2 separate regions of the Zea mays genome follow, and region 1 is linked to region 2. The links are chromatin contacts, called in public Hi-C maps. All regions are on one chromosome and are shown on one strand. The core of a region is the stretch at or near the end of the contact, and the rest is flanking DNA. Distances in the headings are between cores, read along the strand shown. Region 1 holds the start of LOC100283685. Region 2 holds the start of LOC103643601 (SPX domain-containing protein 3).

Region 1 (2,734 bases), core at 44-2,543, 350 kb after region 2:
AAAAGAAAGCAGATAAGAAAATTAACTGTCCAGAATTATGATTCGAGTATTTAGGGGTGGGCTAGGCTTCATGAGCTTGTGATCCCGTATTGATTATTTATCAATATTCCTACACTACAAAGTATCAAAAAAGAAGAAAAAAGGTTGCAGGACTAGTAAACCCTATGATCATAACTGTGTGCTGCTAACATGTTACCAAGTGGAACTAATATAGAACACACATGAGTAGCGAAGTGCCAAAGCATGGACTGTATAGAGTTTCTGCATTATCACACTGGAAAGTTCAAACTAAATCTATTATTCTGAATCCACCCCCACAAAGCTCCTAGCCTCCTACATGGGAATTTCTTGTGCATGCTATCCTGCGCAATAGTGAGAGCAGTCTCACTCAGTCACTAGATCCACCAGATCACGGGTTTGCGGGGGAAAGGCTTGCCTCGGTTTATTCCTTTCCCATACCACACTTAAGTGGGAGGCTCCGACCCTGGGTCTGCCCTTTTTTATGCTGTCCTGTCCAGCTAATTAGTGCTTACCCATTTTAGAAGCAACAGTTAGTGATCACTCCCTTGCAGCACTAAAAACATGGTAAAATCAATCAGAAATGAAGTTGATTTTGATTTAATTACTAAATGAGAATCACGGGCTAAGGGGAGTGCAAATTCAGGGATTTGAACGAACAGAGCTAATTCTGGACGCAGATACTGAGGTACTGTAGAACAATTCAATACACAGGAAATCAGCTCAGACCCTTGAATTCACATATTACGTATAGTTAGTAAAGGGAAGATTTGCATGTAAAAACAAGGTTGATAGATAGCCATAAACAGCACCGAATCGAGTACCTCGATCCAGCCGAGCTTCGCCAGATGAAGAAGTACCCGAATAAGGTCGATTACTGCCAAAACAAGAAAAGGGTCCTTTGCTGGACCAATCCCCGGACCGGAACACCCCCCCCCCCCCCCCCCCCCCCCCAATATTCAGTTCAAGGTATCAAATCGAAGGAGATATGGCACGAAAGTTCACCTGCTGCGGATCGGAGGAGGCGGCGGACTCCTCCTTCTTGCTCCAAGGGAAGAGGCTAAGGAGTGCCTTGCGGTGGCACCGCGCCGGCGGCGGACGGACGTAGTCCTCCCCCACCACCGGAGCCCCGGTTGCCGCGGCGGCGGCAAACGCGGAGGAGGTTACGGCGAGCAGGAGTATCAGGAAGCGGGGGAGCGGACTCGGCGCGGCCATGGCAGGAGAGTAGGCTCTCCTCTTCCTCTGCGGGCCTGCGGCTGTATCCTTGTACTTGTACGGCGGACTAGCTCTGAAACAATGTCAGGTCATTTCCCTGTCAATGAAGGCGCCATTTTTTTTAGTTTTTTTCTCTCTTCTCGTCTGCTTGATTGTCAACGAACGCTTCTTTTTTTTCTTAAAAAAATGTGTTTTTGAGCAAACATTTGCTCAAAATCTACACAGCAACTCAAGGCCACTGTTGACATCTTTTTCGGGCATCAAACACTCAACAAGAACCGGCAGCGGTACTCTCTGGTCAGGCGCGGACGGTCCGCGGCACAGGACCGGACGGTCCGCGACCTGGCGCGAGGCTAGAGTTTCCTGACGGCCGGACGGTCCGCGCCCTGGGGCTGGACGGTCCGCGCGTGCGCAGGGACGGCGAAAAGTCACCGGCGGTGCCTGGATCTCGCTCCCAGGAGGGACCCCGTCGGGAGGAGAGATCCTAAGGGTTGTCTAGGCTCGGCAGGCCGACCTAGACTCCTCTAATCGACGTAGAGTCGAAGAGAAACAGAGAATTTGATGATTGGAATACTAAACTAGGGCTAAACTAGAACTACTCCTAATGCATAAGGTACAAACGAGTAATAAACTGGATTTGATCGATTATTGGGAGTTCAATCGGCCGTAGCCCTTCATCTATATAAAGGGGAGGTCTGAATCCGCTTCGATCTGATTTCCGAGTCAATCCCACGGTTTTAGGTAACCAATCCCACGAGAAACTAGAAACCATAACTGTCTCTGCGCACGCGTGGACCGTCCGCGCAGCCACCGCGGACAGTCCGGCCTCCGCGAGGCTCTTTTTAGCCTTGAACAGCCACCACACAGAATGAACAATTAAAAGATACTGCAGGGAAATAAAAAAGGTAAGGGCTAGTTTGGGAACACTAATTTCCCATGGGATTTTCATTTTCCCAAGGGAAAATGAACTAATTTCCCTTGGGAAAATGAAAATCCCATGGGAAATTAGTGTTCCCAAACTAGCCCTAAAAAACACGATAAAATGTGTCCTCTAGAAGTTGCCGGACAGCCTCCACGAAACATGTGCTGGAAGCAACATTTGCTACAAAAGCATCACGCACCAGTGCACCACCAGAGCCCATGGAACGCGCAGTCGCGCACCATCACATGCCAGCAGCCACAGCACACCAACCGGTTGGCCTTTTTCGGCTGCGCACCATTTGCACACCATTTGATGACAGAGGAAGAAAAAGTGACGCATCACCGGCCGAAAGCCGAGTAAACAGATGCGCACTCACAGAGCAAAAAAGCATTTTTTTCCCAACCAACTACTAGGACAGGGTTCCAAGATGGTTAAACTTTGTCAGCGTTCAATCTGTCAATATCCATCACCTTGTAAACTTCACATCCTACCTGACTACCTGTGCAGAGCTACCTACACAAACTACGAAAGAGACTACGAAGGTACAGAAAATGGGGAAACATCTACATCGTGTTTCAC
Region 2 (2,849 bases), core at 104-2,603:
GTAGTAACTGGCCGTCGAAGAGCACAGCGGAAAATCTCTCGGATAGTCAGATGGACACTTGACCGGCGACCTGGACGCACACGCGCCGCAGGAGATCGGACTCCGGCGGGGCCATCGGTGGCAGCGAGAAGTGACCGTACGTGGAACTCCCGCTGCGGAGCTCGCCCATGGTCACCAGCGCGGCCACGGTGTTCCGGAAGATGCCCTGCCTGGCTGAGGCCACGGGGGCCGTCCCCGCCGACGAGCGGGCGTGGCCTGTGCTGGCCTCGAACACGGCCTCCATGGTGGCCTCGCAGTCGCGGACGAGCCTGGAGATGAGCTCCGTGGCGAAGAAGGGCTGCCGGAGCACCTTTCCGATGAAGGGCAGCCGCAGCAGCCGCCCGGTGCGTTTGTCGTACTTCTTGAGGATCTTGGCCAGCCCTGCGATGTTTAACTCCACAATTATTGTCCATCTTGCATAAGAATAAACCACAATCCTAACGCACAGCTAGCATAGTTGAGTTTACTGTTTTGCTGCTACAGCGCCACAAGACAGAGAGGGGGCACCGGGCAAATTATGCTGGGTAGATAGGTGGAAGCAACCTGTGTAGTTGATGGCGCTATAGTTGAGCAGCAGCACCATCTCCCCGTGCAGGTCGACGATCGCCTTGCGCGCGTCCTCGGCCGTCTCCTTCAGCTCCTGCGCGGTAGCAGAGACGGTGGTGGTCAAGACGACGCGCAATAAATAGCGCGCGCACTCGCATTGGCACCACACGCACGTATGATAGGAGGGACGTCAGGACGTGCACGTGCCCTGTGCCGTATGACGAAGTCCTCCTCCCGCTCCAGGAAGAAGGCGTTGAACCGGTCGACCTCGGCGTGGAGGAGGCGCAGGAAGGCGGCATCGGCTGCGCGGCCGCCCCTCCTGCTGGGCGAGGAGGCCGGGACGAGGCGGACGAGCCTCTTGAGGCGCTTGTACGCTAGGAACTTGTCTCTCCAGTCCGGGAGGCTCTCCTCCACCTGCTTCTTGAGCCTCTTGCCAAACTTCATCTCTTCTTGTTCCCTCGATCACAATGCTAGCTGGTGGTGGCTCGATCAACGCATGCAACAGCTAGCTCTAGGATGTTCTAGCTGGACAGAAGATATCTTATGCAAGAGCGAGGCGAATGGGCAGTGGGGGGAAGATGCAGTCGAGACTGAATGAATGGAGAATTAATGAGTGCAACTGCAAGGTGGGTTTAGTACGCCGGAATGGAATATCTCACGGCATATGCCATGCATGGAGGTCGGGTCGGTGAGGGGGAAGGGAAGGTGAGCGGATTGATGGTACGGCGCGCAACGTCAACGTGACTGAACAAGGTTTGTTAGTCTCCAGCCTGAAGTCTGAACCAACCGTGGCCCGGTGACACAGGGGAGAATCATTCTTCAGACAAGGAGTAAAAGTAAAGCGTCAGAGACGGCTATGAGCTATATCTCCGAAAACATCCAAGAATATGTGCAAGGCATATTCCATACATGCTTGCCAGGACGTACGAGGGTGCCTTCGAGGGGGGTCGCTGTCCCGTTGATCAAGCTTACATACTACTCTCTTGCATTGCATGCGTGGAAGGCCATGGGATCTTCAAAAGTGCACACATGGCATTCAACGGAACCTTCCTATTATATTGTCACTCTCATGGAGTCATAGCTAGTAGTAGTATTAATTGCTTCCATCGATCCTCTAGATATTTTCTTCCAAACTAATGCTAGTAGTACTGTGGTGCTTCGTTCTACACACATACTATTGCCTTCACGTGCTCCTCTAGCTCCTTTTTAAGATAATAACAAGAATATATTCAGTCTCATCCTCTAGTAGATCGAGGAATCAGATCATATTATTATAAATAGTCACACCACACTGATTGGAACAATTATACGTACTAAAATTCGAACCATTCCATTTTTTAAATAAAAAAAGGCTATCTAAAAGTTGCAAATAAATGCACAACCGCATCCTTCGTTATGTTCTTCAAACCATTATATTATATTTCTTTCTTGAACACGCACGGGAGCTACGTATCATTTCAAAGAAAGAAAGAAATAACACATTCCAAAATAGACCAACACAACCCCCCACACACACTCACACACAACACTCAACACAACACAACACGACACAACATGCATGCCACATCCCCAAGAACTCCCCAACTTGTGTCAACCACATTATCTGAGAGCAAGGACAAACATTTTCCTCCAACCATACACCACAACCTAAAATAATCATCGGCCAGAATGAGGGCCTTGGAGATACTAGGCCGCACACTCTTGAACACATTCATTACGGTGGCGCCAAATACACCAAGCACCTAACACCACTAAGGAATTCAAACTAGCTTTAAAATCGCCATGCACCATCCCAACCGCTTTGCTCCACCACTCATCAAAGTTAGTTTCATCATTGCCAGGGGAGAGGGTTGGTAGCCCCCAACTTTTGCAGCAACAAGAACAAGGATTGTATTGAAAAAGACACATGATACTAAGAGGTGGTGGATGATTTCCCCTTATTGATCACAGAAGGGGTCAACACACAGGGTGAGGGAGGCCCCCTTTTGGCCAAACGGTCCACTGTCCAACACCTATTATACATGACCAACCATAAGAAGAAGCTGCACTTGGCCAGAGCCCAGGTCTTCCAAATTCTCTCATGGCCCCCAAGGAAGTTGAGCCACTAAATAACAAGTCATATGCTGACTTAGCCAAATAATGACTAAAGCTAGAAAACCTCCAAACATGTTTATCAGGGGTTCCTGCATGACGCACCACATAAGAAATAGCAGCCCACAAGGTCAAAAAATATGAAATGACCTCCTAGGTGACTAAACCTCTCA

What was found. Hi-C and Micro-C count contacts between places; a contact is called where the count stands out from the background.
Region 1: a contact with region 2 is called in a Hi-C map of leaf, with 4 times the contacts expected there. The contact joins the promoter of LOC100283685 here to the promoter of LOC103643601 in region 2. A contact is called at or near these places in 4 of 25 Hi-C or Micro-C datasets (ear, endosperm, leaf and 1 more).

The regions. Positions count from the first base shown.
Region 1 is chr1:250,829,800-250,832,533 of Zm-B73-REFERENCE-NAM-5.0, forward strand. It overlaps LOC100283685, which reads right to left and starts at 1,294. Exons shown (of 5, transcript NM_001156586.1): 1 at 1,024-1,294. The coding sequence starts at 1,233. It overlaps LOC103643607, which reads right to left. Exons shown (of 6, transcript XM_035964293.1): 6 at 2,487-2,734.
Region 2 is chr1:250,484,137-250,486,985 of Zm-B73-REFERENCE-NAM-5.0, forward strand. It overlaps LOC103643601 (SPX domain-containing protein 3), which reads right to left and starts at 1,354. Exons shown (of 3, transcript XM_008666765.4): 1 at 759-1,354; 2 at 583-679; 3 at 1-420. The coding sequence starts at 884. The coding sequence ends at 47.